2 separate regions of the Anas platyrhynchos genome follow, and region 1 is linked to region 2. The links are chromatin contacts, called in public Hi-C maps. All regions are on one chromosome and are shown on one strand. Each heading gives the region's core, a stretch centred on a gene start, on an enhancer-like site or on the middle of the called end of the contact. The rest is flanking DNA. Distances are from core to core; before and after follow the strand shown. Region 1 holds the start of HES4 (hes family bHLH transcription factor 4). Region 2 has its middle 22 kb from the start of PERM1.

Region 1 (6,999 bases), core at 1,417-3,916, 42 kb after region 2:
GCGCGTCACCTGCTGGATTTTTCTCCACAAAATCACAATATCCTCATCGATGGGGAGCAAAAAACCCTAAAAGTAACGAAACGAGGTGCTTTCTCCGCACCTTATTAATTGGTGCCAATTGGAAGCGGTTAATTCCCCGCGCGCGAGGCTGCAATTGCTTCCACTTGGCCGGGATTCAAGTGCCGGGGGTGAGTCAGAATGGGTGGCAAAACTGTCTTTTCCTCGGTTCCCTTGCTTACTGGAAAAAAAAAAAAAGGAGAAAAAAGCCACAACCCCGAGTTATTCTCTTTTATGAGGTGGGCATTGTGAGGCCAGGCAATTGAATTTACAACAGCATTGAGTATCAGAGTCTATCTGGCCCTGTCAATGAGAGTGGAGAGAAAAAAAAAGACACACATTAACCCTCAGCTCCGAGTTCCCAGGCGTTTCAATAGGGTTCCCAACTTCCCAAAGAGCCCGCTGCATACTCGATGAGACCCTTTATACCTTCTAATTACCCTCCTCACAATGGGGACAGACTCTCCTGCCTCTTTTGTGGGCAGGATAGTAACTTCTGCGCACCCCCCCCCCCCAAAAGCTCTAAAAAGAGGTAACGGGAGCAAAACCCCAAAAGCAGAAAAAAATCCTAAAAGCAGAGTTATTTCAGTGAGGGGTATTGGGGTCGTACATTGCTCAGGTTCCGGGGGCAGAGTTTTAGGAATTGTGTTTTTTTTTTTTGTGCTATTTCAGCAGGGCCAGACCCCCACCCCCATTCCCTCCCCTCTATCTCTTGCAGGAATCCCTTCCAACAGCCTTACTTAAGGCCATAAAGTTTGCTCCTACTTCTTTTTCCCCCCCTCCTGAGGATTAGCTTTGTCCCTGCTAAATGAAAAGGAGGAAAAAAATCTATTTCAAAGAGTTTATTTAAACACCTGCATTTTTTTTTCTCTTTTTTTTGGAAGTCTCCAACACAGGCACGCAACACACACACAGACAAACGGGGTACAAACAACTTTGGCATTATACTTCTCGAATATTTGTTACAAAACTATTTCTCATTTATTTCTTTTTTTTTTTTTCTTAAAAAACTTATCTCAAATAAAGGCATTTCAAAGGAGTAAAAATACAAGTCGAGATCCCAACCTCTGAAAATAATAAATAGCACGTTCATATTTCATATCGAGGTCCTTTTTTTTTTAAATCCTCCATTCTGTTTTATGTTTTTTTTTTAAAAAAAAAGAAAAACCCGAGCATAACAGGGCTCCATACAACGGAGCCAAGCGGAGTTCCGTGCCTTTTATAATTATTTTTTTTTTTTGCTCTGGGCAAGTCACCAAGGCCTCCAGACGGATTCGCTGCGCTCTGCCACGGGGCTCCCCGCCTGGGACACCGGCACAATGCTGCCCCCAAATGATGTCAAGCCCTGCACCGGGGATGCCGACGGGGTGGCGGATGCATTCCCCGATCCTCCTCCTCCCGTAGACACGGGGACGTTGGCGTTGGCGTAGAGCGGGATCACGGGTCCGGAGCCGGGTGGGAAGGCTGGGTTGGGGATGAGGAAGGCGAATTGACCATCGGTGGCCGGGACGAGCTGGAAACCCCCATAAACCTTAGGGGACAAGGCTTCGGCGGGGTTCATCTTGCAGGGCACGGGCACGGCTCCGGCGGCGGGTGGCAGCTGGACGTGCAGAGGCTGTGCCAGATGCGCCGGCTGCCCGGCGGGCGGCGGAGGAGGAGGTGGTGGTGGGGGGTAATTCATGGCCACGATCTGCCCCAAGCAAGCCGAGAGGTGGCCGAGCAGGCGGGTACGGACGTCGGCGTTGACCCCCTCGCAGGTGGAGAGGAACCGGGTCACCTCGTTCATGCACTCGTTGAAACCAGCCCGGTATTTGCCCAGCACCGTGGGGTCGGCGCTGAGGGCGGCTGCAAAAAAAAAAAGGGGGGCGGCTCGGTGAGCGGCTGCAGGGTGCAAACAGCCACCCAGCTCCACTGGAAAAACCTAAAAAGGGATTTTTTTTCCCTAAATAAAAGGGGATGGGAGGGATGCTCGGTGCTCACCCGTCATCTGCGCCCGCTGCAGGTTCCGCAGGTGCTTCACCGTCATCTCCAGGATGTCCGCCTTCTCCAGCTTGGAGTGCCGCGAGCTCTGCGGGACGACAGCAGCCGTCAGCCCCCCTTTTCCTCCTCACCCCCAAACCCTTCAGATCCCGCGTTTTCACCCCAAAAAGCCCCAAACTCACGTCTTTTTTCAGCGCGTCCAGGATCAGCGTCTTCAGCTGCCCCAGGCTCTCGTTGATGCGCGCCCGGCGCCGCTTCTCCATGATGGGCTTGGAGGACTGCGGGGAGAGCCTCGGTTGGTGCCCGAACCCTTCCCCCCCACCCCCTAATTAATTAATTTTTCACGCCGTTCGCCCCCCTCCCCATGCACCGACCTCAGCACGGCCGCCTGCTCGCCGCCATCCACCTCCGCTGCGCGCCGGCCGGGCCCCGCCATTTACCTTGCGGTGCTCGCTGGCGCTCCGGGGCTTGTCCGGCGTGTGGCTAGCGGTGGCCGGAGCCCCGGCGATGGGCGAGGCGGTGGGCTTCTCCGGGCCCGTGTCTGCGGGCATGGCGCTGCGGGCGGCGGAGGCACCGCGGAGCTCCGGCGGCGGCAGCGGCGGGGCCGGGAGTGGCGGCTCCCGGCTCCCCCCCCTGCCTTTTATACCCGCCGCCCGCTCCCCATTCGTGGGAAACCGCCGCCGCGGCCGTTCCCACAGCGCCGCCGCCCAATCAGAGCGCGGATCGCCTCCCCCGCCCGCCCCCCCCCCCGCCGCTCGGCAGCGGGCGCTGCGATTGGTCGGCCGGGGCGTCACGCGCGCGCGCGCGCGCCGCCCGCCCCCTGGCTCGCGCGCTCCGCGCCGCGCCCCGCCCTTTGGCGGGAGGCCGCCCGGCGCGCGCGGGGGCCACGAGGGGCACGCGGCGGCGGGCGGCGGGCGGCCAATCGGAGGCGGGCGGGCGGAGGAGGCGCCTGCTGATTGGCTGGCGGGGAGCCCGGCTGTCAATCAGGCGGGAGGCGCTCGGCCCCGCCCTTGGCCGCCCGGCGCCCGGAGCACGTGCCGCCCCGCGCCCGGCAGCCCGCGGGGGGAGGCCACGCCCAGCGGGGCGCGCGCCGGGCGCCGTGCAGCGAGCAGCGGGCGGCGGGAAAGGGGAACGGGCAGCGGGCAAGGGGAAGGAGCAGCGTGCAAGGGGTGATATGCACCGTGCAATGGGTAACATGCACTGTGCAAGGGGAATATGCACTGTGCTAGGGGTAATGAGCAGCATGCAATGGGTAATGGGCACCGTGCAAGGGTAACAAGCACTGTGCAATGGATAACATGCACTGTGCAATGGGTAACATGCACCGTGCAAGGGGAATGAGCGCCGTGCAATGGGTAAAATGCACCGTGCAAGGGTAACATGCACTGAGCAAGGGGTAATGAGCAGTGTGCAAGGCTAACATGCACCGTGCAATGGGTAGCGAGCACCATGTAAAGGTGATGAGCGCCATGCAAGGGTAATAGGCACCGTGCAAGGGTAACATGCACCGAGCAAGGGGTAATGAGCAGCATGCAAGGGGTAACATGCACTGTGCAACGGGTAAAATGCACCGTGCAAGGGTAACATGTACTGTGCAAGGGGTAACGAGGAGAGTGCAAGGGGTAATGGGCACCGTGCAAGGGTAACAAGCAGCGTGCAAGAGTAACATGCACTGTGCAAGGGGTAACGGGCGCCGTGCAAGGGGGTAATGAGCAGCTTGCAATGGTAACATGCGCCATGCAAGGGGTAACGGGCACCGTGCAATGGGCAATGAGCATCATGCAGTGGCAACGTGCACTGTGCAAGGAGTAATGAGCACCAAGCACCATGCAAGGGGTAATGAGCACCGTGCAGTGGGCAACGTGCAATAGGTAATGAGCACCGAGCACTGTGCAAGGGGTAACGAGCACCGTGCAACAGGTAATGAGCACCATGCGCTGAGTACCATGCAATGGGTAACGGGCACAGGGCACCCACTGCTGCTTTTCCTGCCACTTGCATCCTTTTTTATGCCAGTTCCATATTTTTTTATACCATTTTCATCCATTTTTTTATGCCAGTTGCATCCCTTTTCTATGCCACTTCCATCCACCTTTTTATACCATTTCCATCTCCTTTTTACACCAGTTCTGTCTCTTTTAAAAAAAAACAATTTCCATCCCTTTTTCTATACCACTTCCATCCCTTTTTTATGCCACTTCCATCCCTTTTTTATGCCACTTCCATCCCTTTTTCCTACACTTCCATCCCTTTTCCTACCACTTCCACCCCTCTTTCCTACCAGCCCCCTCCTGTTTTGCACCAGCTCCATCCCTTTCCCACCCGTTCCACGCAGGGGCAGCAGCATCGCCTGCTCTCACGTTAAACCACACAAAAACCCCCTGGAATCACTGCACTCCTCGCTGCTCGTCCTCCTGTAGACAGCAAAGCTGCAGGGGAACGCATTTATTTCGGGCTCCTCCATCCAAGGTGCACGCAACCACAGCTCCTGGCTGATGCATTAATGGCATGATTGCAATTAAAAAAATAACACGAAACGAGTGGTTTTCCAACAGAATCCACACCCAGTGGTGCAACCCCCAGGCCGGGAGCAGTGAATCCTTCTCCAGGTGACACCTTAGGAGTATTTTTGTCATGCTGTACCCCTGCCACGATGCCTTTTTCCTCAAATTCCCAAAATCTTCAGGCTTCAAACGTGCTCAGCGAGACCTGGGGGAGCCTCTCGGGTCCGAAAGCACCTTTGGAAGAAGCCAGGAGCTGGCCCTGCCCCAGGAATGGTATTTTGGGGATGTTTTCTTGCCTTGCACCACCTCTTGTTCCTACCGAAGCCGGCCTGTAGATAAAGTCGTGGTTACAAATTGGAGCCAAAGGTTGATTGCAAAAGCCTCCTGGATCGGGGAGGAAGCTGTTTGGGAGCTGCGTTCCTCATCCCCTGACTATTGGGGGCAATAACGTGACCCGGTGCTGGGAGCAGCTGGGGCTGCTCCTTAATTAGGGTCTGGGGGGGGAAAACGAGGCCCTGGCTCAGCCTTTTGCTGGCCTTGCAGCACGGTGCATGCTCCGGTGGCTTGCAGAGGGCAGGATTTTTGAAAGCATCTCGGGATGGAGAGCGGGGATTTTCCATCCGAAAGCTGGGGTGAAAAGTCCCCGAGATCCCTCCCCGGGGCACGGCCTGTAGGTTTAACCTTGATCCCTCCCAAATCCATCACGTTCATACACGTATTAAAAAATAAATAAAAAAAAAAAAGCAGCTTACAGGCTCCTTCCACCCTACACATTGTGGGGTGGGTGATTAGCCCTAATATTCGTGTTGGGTGGGGGCAGAGGAGGACACAGCGCTCGCAGCCCGGATGCTCGCGGGATCTCCGGCCCCCTTTGATCCCTAAACCCGACTTTATTACAGCCCGGCTCCTCGGATCTCCAAGCCTGGCTCAAAAAAGGAAAAGGAAAAGGAAGGAAAAAAAAAAAAAAAAAGCTCATAAAAGGCCCCCGGATGGCAGGGGGCTGAATGCAGGTTTTTGTCTCCCGCGTGCGGCCCCGGCCCCGTTTGCGCAGGGCATTGTCGGGGCGGCCAGCTGGGGCTGGGGGCCACCCCTCCAGCTCCTGTTTGCCCAGGGCTCGGGCTCTAATCCTGCTGGATTTCCCCCCGATTTATCCCCCGCCATCGTCCCCCTGTCCTACAGGGCTGTGGGTAGCGGGGCAGAGGGGAGATGAAGACGTTTAGGGCTGGCGGGGCGCGAGGGGGTCCTCTGGCAAGCCCCTAATGTGTAACAAATTGCAGCCTGCTGCCCCCCAGCAGCCTTTTCAAACCCTGCCCGGCCTCTTTTGTCCCTCCGCAGCTCAGCCGAAATTAATTACCGGGGCTCGGAGGATTCGCCAAATCCCCCCAAACAGCCCCAAAAAGGGAACGGGGGAAACCTTTAATTTGTGTCCGCCGCTCGCCATGCGCAGCTCCTGCTCCGAGGAGAAGCTGGGGCTCTCCCAGCTCCAAGCAAGGATATTTCTGAGAAAATTAACGATGATTTTAACCATTAAGCCCCGTGCCTGCTGCTGGTGAGGACATCCTTTGGGGGGGAAGGCAGCGGCGGGGATTTTTGCAGCCTTAGAAATGGAGATTTTTTTTTTTTCCCCGGGCCTCTTTTCACCGCCAGGCAAAAATGGGTTTTAATTTCTTTTCTCGCCTCCCTTCCTCCTTCCCCGCCCTTGGAAATTTTTGCAAAAGGAAATTGCAAGCGTGCTGGCAAAAAAAACCACAAAAAATCCTTCCTGCGGGCTTCGCCCCGGTTTCGGGAGCGCAGCGGCGGCGGCACAAGAGCCCAGCTGATGGAGACAGATGTTCCCTTCTCCAGCAAGTGCCAGCGCTCCGCCCGAGCACGGAGATTTGCTGACTTACCCTCCGCTGGAAAACATCTTGAAAAGGCGGCGGAGATGAAAAGGGGGGGAGCGGAGCCGCGTCGTGTCCAGATTTAACACAGCCCCGGCGCTCCATTCTGTGCGCCCGGCGCGGGCTGGAGAGGTCCCTTTCAGCGGGGTCCTGTTCATTTGTCGGCGGATAATAGGGGCTGAGCCGCGGCAATCCGTGTGCAGAAAGCAGAAAATAGAGTCAATTACATCTGTATTAGGTGGCCTTGGGGAGAAAATCTCCTTACATGCCTTCCGCTGATACTGTTCTTAATTATACGGGCTGAGGAGCTGCCCACGGTGAGCCCCGGCACAGCGCTGGCTGCTCCAAATCTAGAGCCTAAAACGTCTCCTGAGAGGGTGATGGTGGTGGTGTAACTTTGCGATGGGACATTTAATTTGGGTTTTGGCTTTGGCCAGAGGAAATATCTCGAAGTGAGCCTCTGCCTGGCCCTGCAGAGCCGCAGGTGGAGCCGGGTCCGTGGGGCCGAGCGCTGCGGTGCGGCCGGGCAGGTGCAGCAGGACCGAGGGCTCGTGGGTTGGTTGCACATCCTGGTGCTT
Region 2 (6,529 bases), core at 3,812-6,311:
TGCCTCCGGGTGAGTCACTTCCCTTCTATCTCCTGCGTTTCCCATGGGTAAAGCCGGCCTGATAACCACAGGTGTGTTTGAGGGATTTAACCCCGCAGTGGCCACCCAGCGCAAAGCACGCTCCTGCCGCTGCCCTGGGTTCCTCCCGCATTTATTGCCCAGGGTTTTGCCAAGGGAAGCAGCAAAAGGGCTCCCAGGGGGGCACTGGCCCCAAAACGGCACCGCTGGTGGTACAGGGGTTCCCTGCATGGCCCAGCCCTGCAGCAGTGCCCTGCAGCAAGCCCTCCTGGGGCTTCATCCTCCAAGAGCCGCGCTTTTCCCAGCACAGGCATTAAAACCACCCTGGAGCAAGCCCTGCATCACGCTTCCTTTCTCAGCTTGGCCAGGGAATTCCCCCGAGCCTCCCAGTCCCAGGGCGGTGGCAGAGGGGAGGTGAAACCTCCAGGGGCTGAGCCCCAGGGGTACCAGGCTGGTGCCTCCCCAGGGACCCTCCCCTCGGCCCCATCCCTCACCCCACCAGGAATCGTGCAAGGGGACAAAACCAGCACGGTGCACACCTACAAAGCAGCACCCTCACCCCACCACGGCCCCCCTGGGGCGAGCAGGTACCCCCCAGCACGGAGCTGCCCGGGCCAGGCACCAGGATTTCTTTTCCCCCCCTTTTATATATATATATTTATTTTTATTATTTTATTTTTTTTTTTGACTCGGGAGCCTCTCTCCCCCGGCTTTGCTGGTGTCTGCCTGCTGACTGAAGCTGTCATTATCAGCTCAATAAATCTCTGGCGCGGGTTTTATTGAATCGCTGCCTGAGGGGGAACAAGCCTGTAAAGGTTGAGGAGAGCAGAGCTTTCCCACGCCTAAGACACGCTGCCGGAGCTCTTGCACACATTCCGGGCCTGCCAGCACTCCGCAAATGTTTGGACAGCCTTGAACAAATAACACACCTTTAAAGAGGCCAGCATGAAATTTTTCCTCACCCTCTGGCCACCCTCCCACCGCCGCGTCCCCCTCCGCCCTGCTTTTCTTCCCCCCCCCCTCCCCAAACCTCCAAAAAAATAAAAAACCACCGCAGCGCCGCGTGTGCGCGCACCGGGTTTATTTTTGGCTCGCCTCCCCCTCAGCGCTCAGGGCTCGTGGCTGAGCTCCAAGGAGCGATTTTTGGGGAGGAATCCTGGCGGTGGGGAGGCAGGGCTGGGGCAGAGCGTGGGGACGGGAGGAGGAGGTTTGGCTTTGCCTCCTGCCCCCGCTTCCCCCCCTCCCCGGCAGGTAGGAACCGGCCAGCGGGGATTTTCTGCTGACGCCGCGCCAGGCTTCGGTGGTAATTTGGGGATGCCAAGGCTTTTCCCAGATGCCCTGCTGCTTTTCCCGGCGTTTGGCACGCTCCCTTTGCCCGCAGAGCGGGGCTGCTGGGGCTGCTGGGGCTTCCCCGTGGTGGTGCCCAAGGGATGGAGCCAGGATGGGACCCGGGGCCGTGCCTCCCGTGTGCCACCGGCACAGCGGGAACGCGGCGGTGGGGCTGGAGAGAAATTCGGGAAGGATTAATAGAGCAGACAGCTGCCTGCCTGCTGAGTTCTGGGAATGTCAAACACTGCAGCCATCTCAACAGCTCCTAAAATTCCCCCTGACTCGTTTCCTGTTGCTGCTTTCCCAAATGCTGAAAGGCTCGGGCTCCCGTGGATTGAAACAAAAAAAAAAAAAAAGAAAAGAAAAAAAAAATTGGAGAGGTTCCAGAATTTAGGTTTCTGCCTACTCCATCTTCCCTGTCAGCGGATCGTTAAATAAGAAGCAGAAATGTTGTATTCGCCATACGCTCCTCACCAAGGAGCTAAGCGAAAATCCTGCTTGAGGAAGCGAGTGACAATTGGGCTGATGCTTCCCTGCTCCTTCGCTTCTGCGCGGAGCCGCGGCGCGCCCCGGGGTGGCTCAGCACCCCTGCCATGCCCCAGCAGCTGGGCAGGCAGGGATTTAGCTCCCGTTGGGGAAACAAAGGCACACCTGGGACAAGGATGCTGCAAGCCCAAGTGGCAAGCAGCAAGCTGCTGCACGCACCGGCTGGCAACCTTGGGCAAGCCGGAGGAGGACCGGAGAGGCAGCAGGATAAACACAGGAGCGCGGAAAGCGCTTTAGGACAGGGAGAGCCAGGGCTGGAGGCAGGGGCTGAGATAATTGAGGCTGAGCTGACGAGGGCAGAGCCGTGCAGGGCACGCAGATGGGGCGATGCTCCTTGGGGCTGGCCGGGAGCTGCAGGGCAGGGGCAGAGCAAAGGTTGAGGTGCGGCGGCACGGCGCGGCGCAGGGCTCGGTGCAAGGTTCATTGCCACCAGGCTCATAAAGCGCGGATAAGGAAGTCATTCCGGGCTGAGAAAAGCCTCCCGGGTTGCTTTAGGGGCCACCCAAATGGCCTCAGGTTGGTCATGGGTCGCGCAGGCTTTCCCAACCCACACGCTGGGGACAAACCCAGGCGGATCGGAGCAAAGAGGAGGCTGCCCTATAAACCTGCCCTATAAACCTGGTGGGCACTGGCCCCATGTCCCCACACCGAGGTTCTACCCCTGCTTGGGTTTCTCCTCTGCAGAGGACAAGGCACGCACCGTGCTGGGTGTTTAACTCTTCCTTCCTCATCACCACCTTTAAGTCGCTTTTGAGCGATGCCAAGCGGAGCTCGGGTCGCTCTCTTCCCTCTGAGCAACCTTCTGAGGGTTTGGAGCATCCCAAAACCACCGTGGGCTCCAGCGTGCCCGGTTCAGACAAGGTCTCAGTCTGGCTAACCGGAGCAGCTGCCCCCAAAAAAAGCACAGGAACCACTGATTTACGGCAGGAGGCGGCTAAAATCGCCTGTTTACTCTCAAGCCTTAAATTGTCTGTTGGCAAAGCGCAGACCACAAAATGGGTGGCCCCTTTCCTGGAGAAACTGTGAAAACCTGCTTAGTTCCTGCGCTGGCAAAGCAAACAAACAAACATGACCCGGCGTTGGGTTTCAGCGTGCCTTGTCGCTCACCGGCACATCAGAGCATCAGAAAACAAACCCAGAAAACAAACCCAGAAAAAAAAAAAAAAAAAAAACCCTGCCTGCCTGATAAGAACCAGCCCCGGCAGCCGCGGAGGGGACAACCCAGAGATGTAATTAGAAATGCGAAATGTTTGAAACAAAGGGCGAAAGCAATCAGCGAAAGGTAATTAAAACGGATTAAATGGAGCAAAAAAAAAATAAAATAAAATAAAAAAACCCATCTGAGCGAAACGCCGGGAAGCGGCCCAGCCGAGCAGGAGAGATAACTGCGCACCGTGGGCTCTGGGGCTGTGCCTTCATATTGCTTTGAGGAGCTCGGCACGCTCTGCAAGCAATTAAACCTCACGGCACCCCGGGGAGGCAGAGGTTACGGCGCACACTTCCAAGGTGGCTGTGCCGAGGGTCAGCGGTGATTTATGCGGGACCCCCGCGGCCGGCAGGAGGTCACCGCTTTAGCCGGGGCTGGTGCCACCCGAAGGGAGTCTTTTGGCTTCCACGGGAGTGAGAGCTCCTTCCTCTGAGCCGCCTCGTTTATTTTTAGCCCCTCGGTTTATATCAGGAATGACAAATTTGGCGTTCGTGCTCGGATGTGGCCGGGACAGGAGCGGCTTGCAACAATAAAATCCTAAACACAGCGGGGCTGCCTCTTCCTCTCCGCGCATCGTGCGCTCCTGGAACGGGGCTGGGCTGGCCGTGGGAGTGCTGGGGAGCTGTGGGAAGCCCACCGGGGACACGCACGGGAAGCTTCTGCGTTCAACAATAACAGGGAGATATAAGGGAGGAGAGCCACATTTCACTTGTCCTTGGGCAAAAAAAAAAAAAAAAAAATAAGCGTGCCTTGTGTCGGTGTTTAAAAAGCAAACTTGTGGTGCTGGAAAACAAATCAGGTCCCTGGGATGCTGGGGAACGCAATTGCTCCGAGCTTAAGTTAGGAAATAAAAGAAGGAATAGAAAAAGGGGAAAAAAAATAATAGCCCTCAAGGCTTCCCTTCTCCCACGGGACAGCGCTGAGCAAAGCACCAAGCTGAGGTTCCTGGCTCTCTGTGCTCCTCCAGGGGCACTGCTGGGAACCTCTTGTGTCCTGCAGGCCAGCTCTCCGGCTGCTTTTAAAAGCCATTTCCTTTGCTGGTTGCATTTTTATTTTAACACCCTGCTGGTGCAGCAGGCAGGGCAGCGTCCTGGGAGCTGGGCAGGGTTTGTGCAGCTGCCCGGGCGTGAGGAGCTGCTGGCGCCGGCTCAGGGCTGGCGAGTTTCAGTTCCCCAACCTCTGAGCACCCCGAGGGACGCCGAGAGGCGAATCTGCCCTGCCTTTGAAGATAGCTGTGCCATTTGCATCCAGCTCTTTCAAGGATCGCCCTCCCCTTGCCTGGACCTAGCAGGCCTCGTGTTCTCCGTGCAAATAATTGTGCATCCGGCCCCTGTTTCTTGCTCTGCGAGGCACATGAGCAGAGCGATGCTGGGTGGTGACCGTGCTCATGCTGCACCCCACGGGTTCCTGGGTGCCTCCACGAGCCCGCAGGGGCTCAGCCACACAGACCTGTGCAGCGCTCCCATGAGCTGATCCTTGGAGCACCCCAGAAACCACCGTGGGCTCCAGCTTGCCTGGTTCAGACCAGATCTCAGTTTGGGAAGGCATCACCCAAAATCCAGGAGTGGATGCATGATTTTAAGATAGATTTCCTTAACCCCTAGGGTTGTGATTTCCACTCGGGATGCTCTCTAGCATAAAGCAAGCAGGCAGCGAGCAGCTGGGATCAGCGAGAGGCTCGGGTGCCCACATGCAATCAGCAGGATGAGGCATTTGCCTGAATACCGAGGTAACCGCCAGCAGAGCATCACGCCTGGAGCACAAACTAATCCCCGGCCGCCTGCGTGTGGGAAGGCTCTGCGTGGGGGCGGCAGGTTATCCAAAAGAATGCTGGCGTTACGGGGGGGTGTTTGAGGGGCACGCCGCCCTCGGAGGCCACTCGGGCTGCTCGCTGCCGGAGATAGGAGGCTGCTCCGAGCACACCATCAGCCTTATCCAGCCCGCCAGCTCCCCGTGTTTTGGCTGGAGCGCGCAGATAGGAATTAGCGACCGCGCGGCGCTTGCTCCCGCGGAGCAGGAGGGGAGGCTGAGAGCGAGCGAAACGCAGAGAGAAAATAACAAGGCAGGGAAGGAAGGAAGGAAGAGGAGGGGACGTGCGCAGGCATATAAACACACAGCCTGCTTTTCCACGGCGGAGAACCCCCCCTCCCCTTTTTAGTCCCCGACGATTTGGGGAGGAAGCAGCCCCGTGCCCCGGCGCGTGCTGCGGGCGCTGGCGAGGGCGCAGAGCAGGAGGGGGAGCGGGCGGCGGGCGAGGCGCGCCTCCGACACACGACAGCGGCTCCGGCTGCGTGGGTGGCAGCACGGCTGCGTGCCTGGCTTGCCTTTCCCAGGCACGAAGCAGACAGCCTGGCGTGCAAAAGCCTGCGGTCGGTCCGGGGCCGGCACACGCAGCGCCCCGCCGAGCCCGGCGCAGGCACCTCGCGGCGTGAGTTCAAAGAGGCGCAGGCTCCCCGGGTGCTCGCTGCAGGACGGGGTGCTGGATGGGCAGGCAGAGGAGTAAAAGGACAGAATTAATTCGCAACGTGCTGCCGGGAGGCAGGCCAGCTCAGGGGGAAGGCATCGGGGCAGAACGCACATTGGGGGTGCGCTTTGCTGCTTTCCCGCAGTGCGCAAACTGGTGTCACCTCGGCACCGTGGCACAAAGGTGAGGACAAGAAGTCCGAGCCAGGGGTAAACAGAGCGTCTGGCTGCCGGGACACTGCAGACAAATGTTTTCGGGACGGCGGGGTGAGCCTCTGGTAGTGTAGCGTGTGGGTTTTAAATAAACTTTGCCCTCCAGATTGCAGCCTGTCCATAACCGCCCAGCGTGGGTTCACCCTGGGTGAGGTGTTTCTCTTTTCCGTCCCCAAGTCACCTGCTGGCCACACGCACGGTGGCGGGAGCGGGGTGCCCGGTGGCACGGTGGCTCTGAAAGGCTTGGATGTCTTTGCCAGCCTTGGGGGAGAGCCCGCTGGAGGTATCGATCTGATAATATAGGTCAGCTCCAGTCATTATGCAGAGCTCTAAAAACAGGGGATCAATCACAGCAGCCAGGCTCAGCGCGACTTTAATCACTGTGACAAAATCAGGGGTGAGGGGGAGCTGGAGGATGGTTTTGCCCTAGATTTTTTTATTATTATTATTATTTTATTTCCAGCTCTGCTGCTGCCAGCTGGTGCACAGGATAGCAACATGCTTTGGGTTTCTAAATGACGCAGCCCTGGGCGGACAGGGAAGGTCAAAAGATTCCTCCACAGCCTCTAAAAACAACTCCCAGCCCCTGCAGGAGGATGCCCCGATTTTAAAATAAAGGGATCACCTCAAATTCCCTTATCTGTGCTGCTGCAGGGTGGCGATGCCACCTCCTCGTGCCCTGCAGGACTTGAGGATTTGGGGTCTGGGGAGGGCACCGTGCGCATTGTGCCCTGGGTCCCCAGGGCTGCTGGA

The links. Hi-C and Micro-C count contacts between places; a contact is called where the count stands out from the background.
Region 1: a Hi-C map of small yellow follicle shows a contact between it and region 2, with 2.7 times the contacts expected there. The contact joins the promoter of HES4 here to the enhancer-like site in region 2. A contact is called at or near these places in 2 of 8 Hi-C or Micro-C datasets (skeletal muscle and small yellow follicle).

What each region holds. Positions count from the first base shown.
Region 1 is chr22:2,999,310-3,006,308 of IASCAAS_PekinDuck_T2T, forward strand. HES4 (hes family bHLH transcription factor 4) reads right to left here and starts at 2,667. Exons shown (of 6, transcript XM_038166727.2): 1 at 2,478-2,667; 2 at 2,220-2,315; 3 at 2,038-2,125; 4 at 1,451-1,902; 5 at 1,380-1,448; 6 at 885-1,378. The coding sequence starts at 2,588. The coding sequence ends at 1,310.
Region 2 is chr22:2,954,525-2,961,053 of IASCAAS_PekinDuck_T2T, forward strand. No RefSeq gene overlaps it. Among named protein-coding and RNA genes, the nearest start is that of PERM1, 22 kb to the left of the region's middle. Within about 2 kb of position 5,062, at least 6 of the 8 cell types and tissues checked have an H3K27ac peak or open chromatin away from gene starts, as enhancers often do. A contact at or near this core is called in small yellow follicle, where this site is marked.